Regions from separate parts of the Sus scrofa genome. Here region 2 is linked to region 1. Evidence: chromatin contacts called from public HiChIP or PLAC-seq data. All regions are on one chromosome and are shown on one strand. Each heading gives the region's core, a stretch centred on a gene start, on an enhancer-like site or on the middle of the called end of the contact. The rest is flanking DNA. Distances are from core to core; before and after follow the strand shown. Region 1 holds the start of PIGQ (phosphatidylinositol N-acetylglucosaminyltransferase subunit Q). Region 2 holds the start of NARFL (cytosolic Fe-S cluster assembly factor NARFL).

Region 1 (7,858 bases), core at 2,040-4,539:
GTTTTCTCTACGACCACCAGACCACTGGAGCCTCCAGCACTCAGCTCTGCCCCCCCTCCCTGGAGCCCCGCCCTCCTCTAGGACCCACTCCCCTGACCAAGGAGGGGTCTAGAAGTTCTCCCACCAGGGGAACAGCAGAGGGGACGCCAGCCTTCCCAGCCTTACAGGACCTCCAACTAGCCTTGGGGAACAGGGGACAGAGTAGGACACACATGTTGAGGACATGCCTTTCCTGAGGGTTAGAGCAGTCTGGGAGGGGCAACAGGTGCAGCTGCTTTCCTCCCGCCAGGTAGTCAGGGCACAGCTGAAGGGGGAGGCCTCTCCCACCTGTGGGTTCTGAATGGAAAGGGTCCCCTGAGTCAACCAGCAGCCAGGCTTCCAAATGCCCCTCTGCCCAGAGACCAGAGAGGGCCAGCCACGCGAGTGTCTCCAGGAGAAAGTCTCTGTGGCCATCAGCAAGGACCAGCTGGCCTTCCTGACCCTTCTGAGGGGCACTGTGAGGACAGAGCCGTTCTGCCTTAGGGTCCTGGCACATCTGGTTGGGTGACCACCTGGGGGACCAGCCAGCCTGGTCCAAGCCTCTCAGCACCAGCCCATCGGACACACCAGCTCAGCCAAATGACAGCATCACACCCTGCCTGGGACTCCTTTCACAGGACCTAAGGAAAACTGCCCGTAGCCGATGTCAGAAACTGAACACAACTGGTGGGAGGGAGTTCCCTGGGGTCTAGCGGTGAAGACCTGGAGCTTTCACTGCTGCGGCCTGGGTTCTGTTCCCGGCCTGGGAACTGAGATCACATCAAGCTGCTGCAGGCCACGGGCAAAAGAGCGAGCAGGGGCTCTGGGGGAAGTGGGCTACACACTGAGTTCACTTTCAGAAAATTCATTGAGCTGTACCTGTAGGTGCACTTTCTTTGTGTGTTTTATGCTTCATCTACAAACTTTTCCCAAAAAAAGCTCCTCTTGTCTAGGGAAGAGCAGAGAGCAAAGGGTGGTGTTCCCGTCCGTGGGGCAGAGAGAGCGCTCTTCTCTTAAATCATGGGGCAAGCTTCCATCCCCACCCCGCCTCAGCCTCTGGGCGGGACCAGCACAAAGAAGGCTCTCAGATCAGACCGCCAGGAAAAGATGAAAGAGCAGGCAATCGATAGCAGAGGTGCAGACGGGAGGGAGCAGGCAGCAACCCCGCGCCTCGAACATCTTTAAAGACTGTGCACAAGCCTGGGAAAGCTGCCTCTGTTAAGAATGACGGTCTGTCCTCTGGGACCCGGCCCGTTCCAGATCCGTTGGGGAAGGCCAATGCGGGCATGCCCGGCGCCTGGCAAGCTCAACTCAGTAGCCTACCTCATGAGGCTGAAGGCCTCCCACCTCTGCGCGAGTGGATCCAGGGCAAAAGCCCAGTTACAACCAGCCAGGGACGTCTCTAGCCCTCCCCTGTGGAGACTCGCGCTCCTCAAGAGCTCACAAGATCCGTTCTTACTCTATGTGTTTGTGTTTAGAACACAACAAGCGTTCAGTAAACAGTGCTTTTCTTCTCTCATTTCAGAAGAAGAGACACGAATCTAGGGCTCTGGGTTTTGCCCTTTACTGCAGTCAGGGACAGCTGTAAAGTGCTGACAGCCGGTTCCAATGACCCTGAATGCCCTTCCAAAGAGTCCACAGCGGGAACCAGGTTGGGCCAGAGGGACCCGGCTGGCCTCCCTTCACCCCACAGGGCCGGGACCAGATTCCTCGCCAGGGCACCCACGCCGCCCCGCCGCAAACGCGGGGCTTGGCGGACGGGCCCCAGGAGGACCCGGCGGGGCCTCACCGCCCTCCCAAGTCTCAAGCCCGCCCTGGCCGGCAGCGTCCCTATTTTACAAATGAGGAAACAGAAGCTCCGAGAAGCAGGAGGCCAGCGCGGCTCCGGAGACCCTCGGGCTCCCGGGTCTGTCGGGCGGCGCGGCGGGAGTCGGGACCACAGGCCGGCGGGGGCAGCTCCCCAAGGTCGCGCCGCAGGACGCTGGCCCGCCCCCTGAGTGCTCACCGGCTGCTCCCCGGGGCCGCCCCCTCGGGCGGCAGGGTCGGGATGGGGTTGGGGACAACGACGGGTGGGCCCGGGCGGACGACGGCGCTCACGGCCCCCAGCCCCGCCGCGGCCGTGCCGCGGGACAGGAGCCCCATTTCCGCCCGCTCCCGGCGTTGCCGCGCTACGGTCCGTCCCCAAATGTGCCCGGGCTGCCCGCCGGCCTCACGCACAAGCGTTCCCCGCATGCAACGTTCCGGACCCTCGAGCCAGTGTGGCCAGAATGACTCCCTTGTTGCCATAGCGTCCCCGTCTGCCCGACCCACGCCGCGCACCTTGGTCCTCCTCACGCTCTGTGCACAAAGCCCTTGTCCCACCTCCAGCCTACCCACAGTGTCCCCAACACCCCTGCCTTCCAGTCATCCACCTTGCCGCAGCCACCAAACCTCTCTCCCATCCCGAGTTTCCTCGTCTGGGGACCCATTAGACCTGACAAATGAGGATCCCCGCCCTCTCCTTGCCCCCCACCATCCAGGTGAAAGGACCCCAAGTCCTGGGTGGGATCTCCCGGCTCCCCTCTCCCAGCATCCTGGTTCCTGCAGGGGCCACGTGAGCTTGGAGGGCCAGCCCAGAGGCTGAAGCCATCCGATCTGATGGCCCCTCCTGCTCCAGGGAAAAATACCCCCAACACCAGCAGCAGCAACTAATGTTTACTGAGAACCGGCAACAGAACTTTCCACACTGACCCGCTAACCCACCGCCACCTCCGCAGAGCCGGAACATATAGGCGGGACCTTGTCAGGCAATGGCCCAAACCACAGACCCCTAAACCACAGTCCTTGTGAGAGGCAGAAGCATCCCTCACCAGCCGCCCGGGCAGGACTAGGCACTGTCCCCTCCCCCTGAAGACCCCCTCACTGGAACTGGGAGCAAGGCTGGGCCCCAGACTCAGAGTAACCCCGCACCTGCCCGCCCCTCCGGGCCTCCTGTTCCTGCTGTTTTTCAGCAGCAGGAGTCTGTCCTCACAAGAACTGTCCCCATGCCCTTGCAGCCTCGTTTGCGGAGGAGGAAACGACGGCTCAGACAGCCTCCTGTGGGAGAAGACGCCCAGGAGCCTGGAGGTTCACAGCTCAGCCACGTGACAGCCCAGGGCGCCTCCAGGGCAGCCCCTCTTCTGCCCCCCCTTACCTCGGCTGAGGCCAGAGAAGCTGCAGGAGGCTCAGAACCTGGGGCGCCTCTGAAAATGGGGGACTGTGAGGGGCCGCGCCCCTTCCCAGACTGCCCTGATGAGCCCAGCCCAGCCACACCCTCCCCGCCGGCTTCTGTCTGATTAGGAGGCAGGGGCTGCGGCGCCAGCGGGAGATCCTGCCTGGGGGAGGGCTGGCAGCTGGCCCAACTCTCCAGAGATCCCCAGGCTTCAGCTGCTGGCCCCGAAGGGCAGGCCTCCTGGGCCCTGGGGGCTGGGAGGCAGGTGATCCCGGCTGCCGAGCAGGACTGAATCCTCGCCCAGAGGAGGACAGGGGCCAGTGCAGGGCTCGGCACAGCAGCGCTCAGGAGGGTCAGCAAACGTGCAGGGTCAGGAAGGCATGGCCAGCACCCGCCTACCCTGAACTTTCCCCCACCGTGGTCCTGGCTGGAGCACGCACGGTCAGGGGCTACCCCCGTCCAAGCCCGCCTGGTCAGGCCAGCTCCAAGCAGTGCAGGTACGCTCTGAGGCAGCCATCCTCGGGGGGGGGGGCACAGGCCACACCCAGGGGCCCCCCAGTCCCTCGGACACCAGCCAGAGGGACACCCAGGCCCAGGAAAACAGGATCACCAGCACCTCTGCTCGTCTGCCACAGTGACACTGCTGCTGCATGGGTGCCCACGCCCACCAGGCTGCCAAAGTGGAGCCCACTCAGGTCCCCCAGGGAGCCCAGGGGCTGGCGGGCACTGACAAACAACTGCATGTCCCCAAACTCTTCACTGAGCAGGGACCCCCCCCCCAGGCCCAACATGGAGGTGGGGGCCAGCGGCTCCAGGGCAGGGTCCAGTGTTAAGCTGTGCCCCACCCCAAGAATGTAGTCTGTCACCAAGAGGTGGCCAAAATCATCCACAGCCAGCTCCTGGGGGGGCCCAGAAGGTGCCCACTGTCGCCCAGCGGCTGTGAGGGGCTCGGGCAGTAGGCTGCAGCACGCGGACAGCCCCACGAGCGAGATCACTGACCACCACGAGCCCAGCGGCTGTCACAGCCACATGGTCTGGCACGGAGGCCCCAGCCCCCAGCACATGGCAGGACAGGTGGCAGCAGGAGCGTCCCTCGAGGTCCAGCACGTGGACACAGGGTGCGTTTGCGCCGTCAGGAAGAGCAGGTCATCTGGAGAGCAGTGCAGACCCCGGGGCCCCCCTGACCGCCCTGAGGGGACCGGGATCCGTCCAGCAGCCGGGGGGTGGGGTGGGGGTCCAGGCAGGTCCAGTGCGAGGTTTGGGAGGCGGGTGCGCTGGCGGGGGAGGCCCAGGAGCCTGGAGAGCTGGTGGGTGGGTGGCCGGGCCTCTCCGAGCTGGTGCTGCACGGACCCACGTTTGGGGCGCAATACAAAGAGCACCCCACCGGGTGCCGAGAAGCGCCTCACGGTCCCCGCGCCCTTCCCGGCAGCGCCGGCGGCCTTAGACGGAGGCTCGGGCAGTGAGGAGCTGGACCACTGACTCTCAGCCGTGGCCCCCGAACAAAATTCTGGGAGACCCACGGCCCAGGAAGACTGCTGTGGGTTTGGCTCTGAGGCCCGGGGGACCGAGGGGCATCCAGAAGCGGGGCGGGGAGAGATGAGCAGGGGTTCTCAAGCTCCTCCGCCCACGTTCAGGCAGGGAACGTGACCCTTCTGGGGCCAACCTAAGCCCCTGCCCATTACCCCAGGCCGCCCTCGGAGACTTCCAGCCCCCGGCGGTGAAACAGCCGTCTTTCCAGGGCCTCCCAAGCCGGACAGAGCGTCTCCGACCGGGGCCAGGATCCCCTGCGGGGCGTTACCCTGTGTGGTAAGAAACTACAGCCGGAGGGGGTGGGAGGGGGCTAGGAAAGGGCGGGGCTTGTGAGTCCCCGCCCCCGGAAGCTCCTGTCCATCACTCCGCGGTCCACCCCTCCAGGTGCTCTGCCGTGCAGCTGCATGCCTGCCTTGGGGCCTCTGCGCTGGCCTCTGGGACATTCTTCTTCTTTTTTTTTTTTTTTTTTTGTCTTTTTGCTATTTCTTGGGCCGCTCCCACGGCATATGGAGGTTCCCAGGCTAGGGGTCGAATGGGAGCTGTAGCCACCGACCTACGCCAGAGCCACAGCAACGTGGGATCCGAGCCACATTTGCAACCCACGGCAACGCCAGATCGTTAACCCACTGAGCAAGGGCAGGGACCGAACCCGCAACCTCATGGTTCCTAGTCGGATTCGTTAACCACTGCACCACGACGGGAACTCCTCTGGGACATTCTTCATTCGGCCCCGCGTACCTGGTCGCACTCATGGTGGTCCTGCCAACCCTCCCCAGGGGGCCCAGAGCCTCCGCAACCTCCCTCAGGAGACAGCACCCCCACCCACCATCCCCCAGCAGGACCACAAGATCAGGACTTCAGGGAAGAGGCTGTGCCCCCTGACCTGCTGGCTGGGTCACCCACCAGGGGCCGGCCGGGGGACCACCCGGGGGTCCATGTTGCTGCCCCCACAGACTAGGCAGGTTGGCTCCTGGCTCTCTGACCTTGTTTCTGCACCTATGAAGCTGGGATCATGCACCCCCAGCAGGGCCAGGCTTATGTCTGTCCAGTGGGTGCTGAGAAACTGGGGTGCAGGAGACACGTGGGGGCCTCTCGGACTCAGGAGCTGGGGATTCTCCAGACACATCCTGACACATCCCACCACTCCTGTGGCTCCTCCAGGAACACCCGGACGGTGGGAGTCGGTCTGTGTCTGACCCACAGCACTGCCCACCTGGCCGCCCGCACCCCCACGCTGGCTGCCACGGCGATGCTATCTGCCGCCCAGCGCGGTTAATGGAGCGGCTGTGGGTCCTGATCCGACTGGCCGCAGCCCGGCTGGCCCAGCCTGGGGAGCCGGGCACAGGCAAGGACCGTTCCTGGGTGGGCAGGGAGGTGTGGCCAGCTCTTGGGAGAGAAGTGATTAGCTGAGTCCAAGGGTCCCCCAGGCCCTTCTCCTGCCTGGCCTCTCACCCCTGCCCCCGCCTGTGGGAAAAGCTGAGTCTGGGCGCTGAAAGGGAGGCAGCCAGCTGTGAAGGCCACCCGATGCCTATCGTGGCTGCAGGGGCTGGCGGGGGCCCAGCGGAGGCCATGCTGGCCGAGCAGCCCTGGGCCACGGAATGTGGGGGGGCACCACTGAACCACGGGGGAAGCAGCCTCCTGCCTGAATCTGACATCGGAGCCCCCTGCCAGGTAGGGGGCTGAGGCCCGCTCTGTGCGAAACACAGGCCAGACCCCTGCCTCCTGCCCCTCCTCCCTCGCACCCCCCCCCCCCGCCCACAGAAAGCTCCCTACTCTCCCCCAAGGCCCCAGCGCCCCAGGGAGGGCCCAGTCTACGAGAGGAGGCCAGAGACCTTGCTCCCACGCCCAGCCCCGGCAGTGACACTGGAGCAGGGAGGGAAGACGGAGGCGCAGACGGGGAGTGTGCATGTGGTTTTCATTTTAATGTCCACGACTGTGATCGCTAAAGAGCCGAGACCCTCTGCCGTGCCCCAAAGACGGGCATGGCCACGGCGGCTGGGGTCTGTCCACAGGCATGCTGGGGCAGGTGAGGGCAGGCAGTGGGCACAGGGTGGGAGAAGGGCCCCTGTCTGTTAAGGGCACAGGGGGCAGCAGGAGCTGTGGTCAGACGTGGGCACCTGGAGAGCTCTGCAGACCAGGGACGGCCTTGGGGGGCCAGGAGCCCCCAGCCCCGCTGCGGGCTCCCCAGCTACCGGGAACACCAGGGTCCTCTGGGGACTGGAGGGGAAGCCCCGGGGGGGGACACTGGAGTCAGCCTCGCACTTGGTGGTATGGCCCGACAGAGGCTGGGCCACCAGCATGCTGGGTGGTTCGGGGGTCCCCTGGGCCATCACGGGGCCCAGCTCTGGCTGCCCCCAGGCCCCCGAGGGCACCTTGTGCCCCTTGGTGGGAGCCCGTTTCACAGAGAGGTCGAGGGGCGCGTCGGGTGGCCACGCAGCCCGCTCCAGCGCCTGGTGGATGGTCAGCAGCTCCCGGCGGATCTTCCCCAGCTGCTCCCGAAGTGGCCGAGGGGCCAGGCCCCCGGCAGGCGCCAACTGGCCCAGGCGCTGCTCCACCCTGGCACAGTCGCCGAGGGCCCGTGTCAGGTCCTCACTCACGTGCCCAGGGCCCCCCAGCACCAGGCCCAGTGGTTGCTGGGGCAGGGGGGCCGCAGGGCCAGGGGTCTCCAGCTCACTCGGCTCCCTGTCCTCAGGCCAGAGCACCATGGAGGGGCCGGTCCACAGGCTGGGGGGCAGAAGCCAGTCAAGGGGCCGCCCCCGCAATGCCCACAACCTTTGCCCAGCTCCCCTCCAAGGCCCTGCCCAGCCCGCCTCCCGCATCGCCCAACACCTCATGATGGGGCCCGGACACCCACCTGTTCTGGGAACTGAACTTGGCCCTGCCGCAGGGGGCTTTTGGGGGCTCCGGCCGGCTTCCCAGGGGCAGCCTCCTCTGGGGGTCACTCTGGGCAGTCCGCTCTAGCTCCCACTCCTGCCTGGGGTCGCTGAGAGCGCTGGGGGGCCAGGGCCCGCCCAGCCCAGGCACGGGCACCTTCGGCAGCCCGGGGGCCAGAGTCCCAGGGGGCCCTTTGGTGGGAGCAAGGGGTTTGGCCAGGGCGGCCTTGCCTGCCGGCAGCCCCAG
Region 2 (7,858 bases), core at 3,942-6,441, 130 kb before region 1:
GTGGAGGGGCGCCTCCTCTCAGCTCCTGGGGCCGGAGCCGGGCCAGCCCTCCCTGCCTGTGGATGTGCGCAGCCCACCTGTCCTCCCGAGGCCTGGAGCATCGCCAGCGCACGGCGAGGTCCTCGTGTGCTCAGCTCTCCCGGCAACCCCACGGGGCAGGAGCAGCTGGGGGCCCCGCAGGGCTGCGTGTGCTCCCCCAGCCCCCTCCTCTCGGGCCAGGCCCTGGCTCCGAGCAGGTCACACGGGCCCCTCATTAGCCGCTAATTGCGTCGTGCGCGGGGCCTCCCAGGGCTGGGGCTGGGTTCACACCTGTTGACAAGCTGTGGTGCCCCAGCGGGATGGCGCCTGGTGTCAGTGATGCCGCTAATGACGTGCCCATTGCCCGTGGGAATTCCCTCCAAAAGATACAGCTCCGCTCAGCCCAGGGGTGCCCCTCGCTTTCAAAGGGCCCCCAGGACCAGCAGACACCTGGGCTGATCTTCCCAGAGCCCCCGAGGGTGAAGACCCTCAGCTCGGAAGAAGACCCCTAGTCGGCCACTCACACCACCAAGTGTGGTCCCCAGTTTATAAAAGGCACGGGGTGGTCTCAGAAGGTGTGACCCACTCGGCCCCTGGGACTCATGTCCCCAGGTCCACATGACAGTGGGGCTTGCGACCCAGCAGGGTCCCCACTCCTCCCATCCGGCGGCTCCTGGGACCCCAAACTTAATACCAGAGACCAGAGCTGGGGCAGCAGCAGGGGCCCCCCGACCCCATGCCGACGGGGGTGACTAGGTGGGTCCTGTGGACCAAGGGGACCCTGACCGCGTGAGCTGCACCCTGGACACACCTGCTCCTACATCCAGCCACGAGCAGCCCCGCTTCTGCCCCATCTCTTGAGGAGCCTTCATCCACGACAAAGTTCACCCCAAAGATGACGCAGTAAATGTCCTGAGAGCGTATTTAAGAAAACCTTCAATTTATTTTGGAAACGGCAAAATACCTGCTACTCGTCCCCACCCGGGGTCACTTCATTCCCTCCGCACACAGGCTGTCTGCCTCGGACACACAGCTGCTGGCCCAGCCCTGGACTGGCGGTCCTCGGCTCGGGCGGCCCCTCCATCCCACTGGTTCCCCTGAGGGCCGGCCAGGCCCTGGGGGAGGGGGGCTACCGCCTGGTGAGACGCACCCCATTGTTCAGCTGTCCTGGGACCCCCGAGAGTCTCACAAAAAATCGGACTTGTCCTGCGGGAGACTCCGTGGTGAAGCCTCAGATGTTTTTTGAGAGGGAGGCACCTCACTTGGAAAAAGAGTCTTTGCAGGTGTCATGAAGCTACAGCTCTCCCGAGAAGAGCGTTCTGGATCAGGGCAGCCCTAAATCCAAGGCTGCATCCTTATGGGATGAGAGAGGGAAGAAGACACACAGGAGCCGCGGGACCGTGGAGCCCGCAGGGACTTGGCCCAGCCCAGGGACGCCTGGCGCCCCCAGAGGCTGGAGGAGGCAGGAAGCCCTTGGAGGGGGCGAGGGGGTGCTCACACCGCAATTGCAGCCTTCCAGCCCCCAGAACCACATGAGAATCGCTTCTGCTGCTTTAAGCCTCCGGCCGCGGTTCTGCTCCAGCAGCCGCACGACAACAGGGGGTCCGACTCCTGACAGGGTGGCACTCAGGCCAAGCTGCCGGAGGGCCAGCAGCTTGTCACACCTCAGGAGAAAGCCCCCCTACTCCCATCGGAGGGCAATGGGCATGGTCCACTGTGGGCACGTCCAGAGCAGAGGCTGGGAGGGTGCCTGCTCCAGTTCAGAGAAAGGGGGGCCCACCGGCCCCAGCGTCAGGGCAGCTGCATGGGCTGACCGGCCTGGCCTCCGGGCCTCGGCCCCGCGCCGTGGCCTCCCCCGGCCCTCTCGGTCCCCTGTGTGTGTAGACTCTGCACTGCGCATGGGCCGGTAAGGACAATGATGAAACCACCTGCAAAACGTGAGAGCAGGTGGCGGCGGTGAGGTGTGAGGTTGGCACAAGAGCCCAGGTCTCTAGGGACGTGGCTGTGAGTCATTAAAAGACCCTCAAGGGGCTGAGAAGTCCCCGCTCCTGGCTCCACCCACAGCAGGCAGAAGAAGGCCTGCCCTCAGCTGGGGCGGAGTGTGTGTGTGTGTGTGTGTCAGAAACCTCCTGCTCAGACGTCTTTTTGTCTTTTTAAGGCCGCATCTGAGGCACATGGAGGTTCCCAAGCTGAATGAGAGCTGCAGCTGCCCGCCTAGGCCACAGACACGGCAACGCCAGATCCAAATCCAAGCTGCGTCGGCAACCTACGGCACAGCTCACGGCAAAGCCGGATCCTTAACCCACTGAGCCAGGCCAGTGGACCCCGAGTCCTCATGGATACTGGCTGAGCCGCAACGGGAACTTCCCCTGCTGAGATGGTTTTAAACCAGAAACTGGCTCTGGCAGTTACCCCGGCACTCCCACAAGGGCAGTGGAACGACAGCCTGCAACTGGGCAGACCAGGGTGTACTTACCGCCTGAGTCTCTGAGGGTCGCCTTGGGGCGGCTAGTCTGAGTGGCAGGCTCCAGTCCCCTTCGTTTTTTTTTTTTTTTCCCCCAATAGTTTTACTGAGACATAAATTCACATACCGGAAGTTTCCTCGTGGTGCAGCAGGTTGAGGATCCAGCGTTGCCGCCCCAGCTGCAGCACAGGCCGAAATGCCGTGCAGCTTCACTCCCAGGAAGCGGCCCAGCAACTTCCACTTGCTGTGGGTGGAGCCAAAAACAAGTAAATTCACACACCACACAATTTGCCCAGTGAAAGTCCACAACTCAAGAGTTTTTAACATATCACATTATTGAGTTTGCAATGTGATAACGTGCTGCATTATTTTGTTATAATACACATAACCAAGTTTGCCACTGTAACTATGTTTAAGCATATGACTCAGTGGCAGGAGTTACATTCACGGTGGGTTCCTTTTTTTTGGTCTTTTGACGGCCGCACCCGTGGCATATGGAGGTTCCCAGGCTAGGGGTCAAAAAGGAGCTGCAGCCACAGTCTATGCCGCAGCCACGCGGAATTCACGCTGCATCTGCGACCTACCCCACAGCTCACGGCAACGCTGGATCCTCAACCCACTGAGCGAGGCCAGAGATTGAAGCTGCAACCTCATGGTTCCTCGTCGGCTGCGTTTACGCTGCACCACAATGGGAACTCCTCTAAAATGTTTTCATCACCCCAGACTGAAACCCTCTTCCCGAGGCCCCGGTTGCCTCTGATCTACTCTCCTTTCCCACGGATTTGCCTGTTTCCCACTTTTCACAAGAGCAGAGTGACACGAACGGTGCTGTGTCTGGCTCCCTCCCTGAGCCCAGCGTCGAGATCCGTCTAGGTTGCAGCGGGTTAGTGCTTCATCCTCCTGCAGCCGCGTGGCCGTCCGTGGCCCGGGTGGGGCCATGTTCCTTTAAGCACATCAGCGGACGGGCCTTCGACCTGTTTCCATCTTCGACTCGCCCCCACCTTTGCTCCACGGACTCTGGGCAAAGATGGAAACTGCCCTGCACATCTAAACAGCAAACCTCCCTCCAGCATGAGAAGAACCAGCCTTTGTCCCCCAGCCTCAGCCAGAGGTCCCTCTGCTATAAACCCTACCCGTCACCCCGGCCTAACTGACCCTAACAGCACTTACTCTTCTCACACATTTCTTGTAAACTTCCTCCGGGGCGTTTCAACAAAGCTGAGTTTATTTTGCACTTTGTCTGTTTACGAGCAAGACTGTTGAGGTTTCAGGCATCATGTCCCAGACCTTCATCAGACACTGCTAGGGTCGGGGATGCGGGGGCCTGGAAGCTCCTGGGGCAAGCTCCTCTCACTACCGAGAAGAAGTTTCCTGTCCTGGGAGGTGCTCCAGGAGGCAGTGCCTCAGGCCTCTGGACCCCAGTTAACCCACAGGCAGGTTGGGAGTTGCCAGGTGAAGCCTACCTCAGGACAATAACCCCAAGAAGAGCACAGGCCGGGAGGGACCCCCCCCTCCCCAAACGTGACATTATGCTCAGCGAATATTCTGGGGTTGAGCCTGCCAGGACAGCGTCACGCCGGGGTACACGTAGGGCCTGGGGCTGTGCCAGAATCGACCACTGGAGTTTTCTGGAAAGCTCCCATAAAAAATGGTCATTAAATGTTGGAGTTCCTATCGTGGATCAGTGGTTAACAAATCGGACTAGGAACCATGAGATTGCAGGTTTGATTCCCAGCCTTGCTCGGTGGGTTAAGGATCTGGTGTTGCCGCCGCCTGTGGTGTAGGTCGCAGACGCGGCTCAGATCCCAAGCTGCTGTGGCCACGGCATAGGCCAGCAGTTACAGCTCTGATTAGACCCCTAGCCTGGGAACCTCCATATGCCGCGGGTGCCACCCTAGAAAAAGACCAAAAAAAAAAAAAAAAGTACATACCGAGTCTAGCCAGCAGAGGTCCTGTGTCAGAACCTGTGTCATAAAACTCACAGGGAAATGAAGTTTTCTCAAGCTGGTCTCCAAAATAACCGCGAGCTCCCTCCTAGAACCCCAAGGCTCTGCACTCAGCTGCAGCATCGGAAAGAAAGACGGGGAGTTCCCGTCGTGGCGCAGTGATTAACGAATCCGACTAGGAACCATGAGGTTGTGGGTTCGGTCCCTGCCCTTGCTCAGTGGGTTAAGGATCTGGCGTTGCCGTGAGCTGTGGTTAGGTTGCAGACGCGGCTCGGATCCCGCGTTGCTGTGGCTCTGGCGTAGGCCGGTGGCTACAGCTCCGATTCAACCCCTAGCCTGGGAACCTCCATATGCCGCGGGAGCGGCCCAAGAAATAGCAACAACAACAAAAGACAAAAAAAAAAAAAAAAGGAAAGAAAGACGGCCCATCCGCGTCATTCTCATTTTCCTCTACCGAAGTCGCGCACTCCTGCGTGGCAGGCGCTCTTCTACGTTCTTGGGCTGCGTCCGGAACCAAATAAAGCAAGTCTGCTGCCTCTGCAAAATCCTAGGGCGGAGAAGGAGGGGGCGGGCGGGCTGCACACCTGCCTGGCAGGTGAGTCTGGAACCGCGACGGAGGCCCCCCTTTTCCGCGCAGCACCTCCGCCGGCGCGGAGTGAGATGCCCAGACCCCCCAGCAGGGGGCGCGCGCCTACCGGGCGCCCAGCCACTAGGCCATTCGCGCTTGCGCCTGGCGGGCGCTTTCCGGTAGCGTGGCGGAACCGCCTCGCCGTTTTTGCAGCGTTTGGCGACGCCTGCGCGCGGTGACCCGACGGCAGTGTGGCGCCATGGCGTCGCCCTTCAGCGGGGCCGTGCAGCTGACGGACCTGGACGATTTCATCGCGCCGTCTCAGGTGGGCGGGCCGGGCAGCGGGGAGCTCGGCATCGGGGTCGCGGGGCCGCACAGCCCAGGGGCGATCGCGTCCTTTTCCCGGGCGGGCACAGCAGCCGGTGCCACCCAGCTCAGGGCCCGGAAGACCCTGCTGACCTTCTCTGGCCGGTTTCTTGCGTGTGAACACTGCAAGGGCGGAGGTGGTGGCCCACTGGAGTCACCGCGGTGGTGGTCGTCGGTGTCACCTTCGGGGAGGAAGCTAGAGCTTGCCGCCAAAGGCACAAGGCAGCTGCGCTTGATAGCCGGCCGCCCTCATAGGGTGTCCGCGCTTATCGATGCCACCAGCCGCGCAGGACCAGGCCTCCAGAGGGCCGATGAGTCCCCGGAGGAGGAGCGGGTGCGGCTGGTTCCAACCAGCGGCAGGGGGGAGCTCGGACAGGCCTGCTAAGGCGCTCTGGGGCTGGCCCTCTTTTGGAAGGTGAGGCCAGTGAGGTTCTCCCGGTGATGAGAGAGACAGAACTCAAGGAGTTGGGGAGAGAAGGGAGCCTTTTTCCGGGAACTGGGCGGGCAGGTGATGTCCAAGCAGAGCATTCCTGCCCACCCTTGGCTGGCTCTCAGCAGCCAGTGGCCCTCTGGGCGGTGCCACGCATCGAGTTTTTGCTGAGGAAGGGTCAGGGTCAGGGTTGGTGTCTGCACACAGGTTAGCATGCAGGCCCCCGTCGCACTTCCTCCATCTACTGTGACCTGCCGAGGAACCCCGGCAGGCAGGGTGACTGGACCAGTGGGAGTAGGGTAAGCAGCCATAGCGCTAATTCGGCGGCTGCAGCAGGAAGACGGGAATTGGGGCAGACCCTTCATCCCAGGCAGCGGTGTGGCCATCGGGTCGGCCCTCTTCCCATGCCTCCGTGCACTCAGGCCGGTCTTTGGGGTCTCTTACTGGTACAGGACTGCATCAAGCCCGTGAAGGTGGATAAGAAGCTGGGAAGCAGCGGGGCCAAGATCTACATCGAAGATGATGGGAATTACTTCCAAGTCAGTGCGGTAGGTTCCAGCTCGGCTGACCTGACACACATCTCACTGCTCTGTCCAGCAACAAGCACAGGGACCATGGGCCTCCCATACCTGGACAGTTCTTTCTCACTGATCGGATTCACTGACAGCTGGGGAGTCTGGGAGAGCAGGGAGGGAAGCCTGGGGCGGTGAGGGGGCCACAGAGGCTGAACACAGAGTTTGATTGGTTCTGCAGAGGAAGCTCTTTTGGCAGAGATGTCCCCGTGTCCCGTTCTCTCTCTCCGAGCTCTGTGTGAGGTCTCTGGGTCCAGACCACCTGTTCTCTCACACCTTTAAAGGTTTTCAGACGTCAGCAGTGCCGACATGTACCCCGATTGTGTGCCATCTGGACCCTCGAGAATGTCTATGGATGGCAGGCGCCAGGCGCACAGGCCCAGGGACACCCTGCCCCCACGCAGGGGAGGGGACACAGGATGGCTCACAGTGGGGCCAGGCAGCGGGATCCCGCGTTCCCAGATCCAGGCGCATCGCGTCGGGTCTAGGAGAGCGACCCAGCAGCAAGCCAGGGGCAGCCCAGAGCTGCTGGGCTTAAAGGGGAGAGAAGCTGAAAGCACAACAGCCTCCTGGTCAGCAGAGCATCACAGCCTGGCCTTCAGGCTGCCTGGACTTGGAAAACGGTAGCTTTGGGGCCAAGTGAGGCCTAGTGAGCTGGGCCGGAAGGGAGTTCTGGTCTCTTCAGCGCCCTGGTCACCTTCTGGGTCCTGAAGCGTACCTGGCCAGACCACTTCTGTGTGGGCAGAGGGGATGAAGGGGCCCCGCTGGGATCAGCTGCATCTCCGAAGAGGCTGGGGACTGCCTGGCAATCTTTTGTCTTTTTATGGCCACACCCGAGGCATATGGAGTTTCCCAGGCTAGGGGTGTAATTGGAGCTACAGCTGCTGGTCTCCACCAGAGCCACAGCAACGCCAATCCCAGCCTCATCTGCGACCCACACCCCAGCTCACGGCAACGCCGGATCCTTAACCCAGTGACAGAGGCCAGGGATCGAACCTGAGTCCTCGTGGATGCTAGTTGGATTCGTTTCCGCTGCGCCACGGCGGGAGCGCCTGTCTGTGGAGTCGGACTGGCCCACTTGTCTCTGCTGCTTCTCCTCTGCCAGCGCTGGGGCCTGGGGCGCAGGCGCCCGCCGTCGCCTCCCTCTGCCCCGTTCCTGTCCTTCTGTCCTTTCTTCCTTCATCTGCACTCTTGCTTTGCTCTTCCATCTTCGAGGGCCTGGCCGGTGGCATTTCCTTGTCCCCACAGCCCCATGAGTGCAGCTGGGGGACCAACAGCCATCAGGACTTCTGTGATGTGTCAGCTGCCTCTGCAGATTTAACACCTGTCTCCCACCCCTCACGGGCAGCACACCTCTTTGATCCGATCGGCTGGGCCAGCCACGTCCGTACCGGTTCGACTTTGGTGCCACGGGGAAAACCTAGAGTGTGTAGCGGTGTTTCCGTGAGAAATATTTTCCGATAACTCCTGGCGTGTAAAGCCAGCCACCTAGCA

What was found. HiChIP or PLAC-seq counts read pairs in DNA pulled down with a chosen protein or histone mark.
Region 2: an H3K27ac HiChIP or PLAC-seq map of alveolar macrophages shows a contact between it and region 1. The contact joins the promoter of NARFL here to the promoter of PIGQ in region 1. A contact is called at or near these places in 1 of 5 promoter capture datasets (liver), 3 of 47 Hi-C or Micro-C datasets (alveolar macrophages, blood and liver) and 1 of 2 datasets of contacts at active chromatin or transcription factors (alveolar macrophages).

Annotation. Positions count from the first base shown.
Region 1 is chr3:41,174,164-41,182,021 of Sscrofa11.1, forward strand. It overlaps PIGQ (phosphatidylinositol N-acetylglucosaminyltransferase subunit Q), which reads right to left and starts at 3,290. Exons shown (of 10, transcript XM_021086906.1): 1 at 3,191-3,290. PRR35 (proline-rich protein 35) reads right to left here. Exons shown (of 4, transcript XM_021086914.1): 2 at 7,593-7,858; 3 at 6,984-7,462; 4 at 6,646-6,981. The coding sequence ends at 6,842.
Region 2 is chr3:41,037,481-41,045,338 of Sscrofa11.1, forward strand. NARFL (cytosolic Fe-S cluster assembly factor NARFL) reads left to right here and starts at 5,192. Exons shown (of 11, transcript XM_013995763.2): 1 at 5,192-5,321; 2 at 6,245-6,340. The coding sequence starts at 5,256.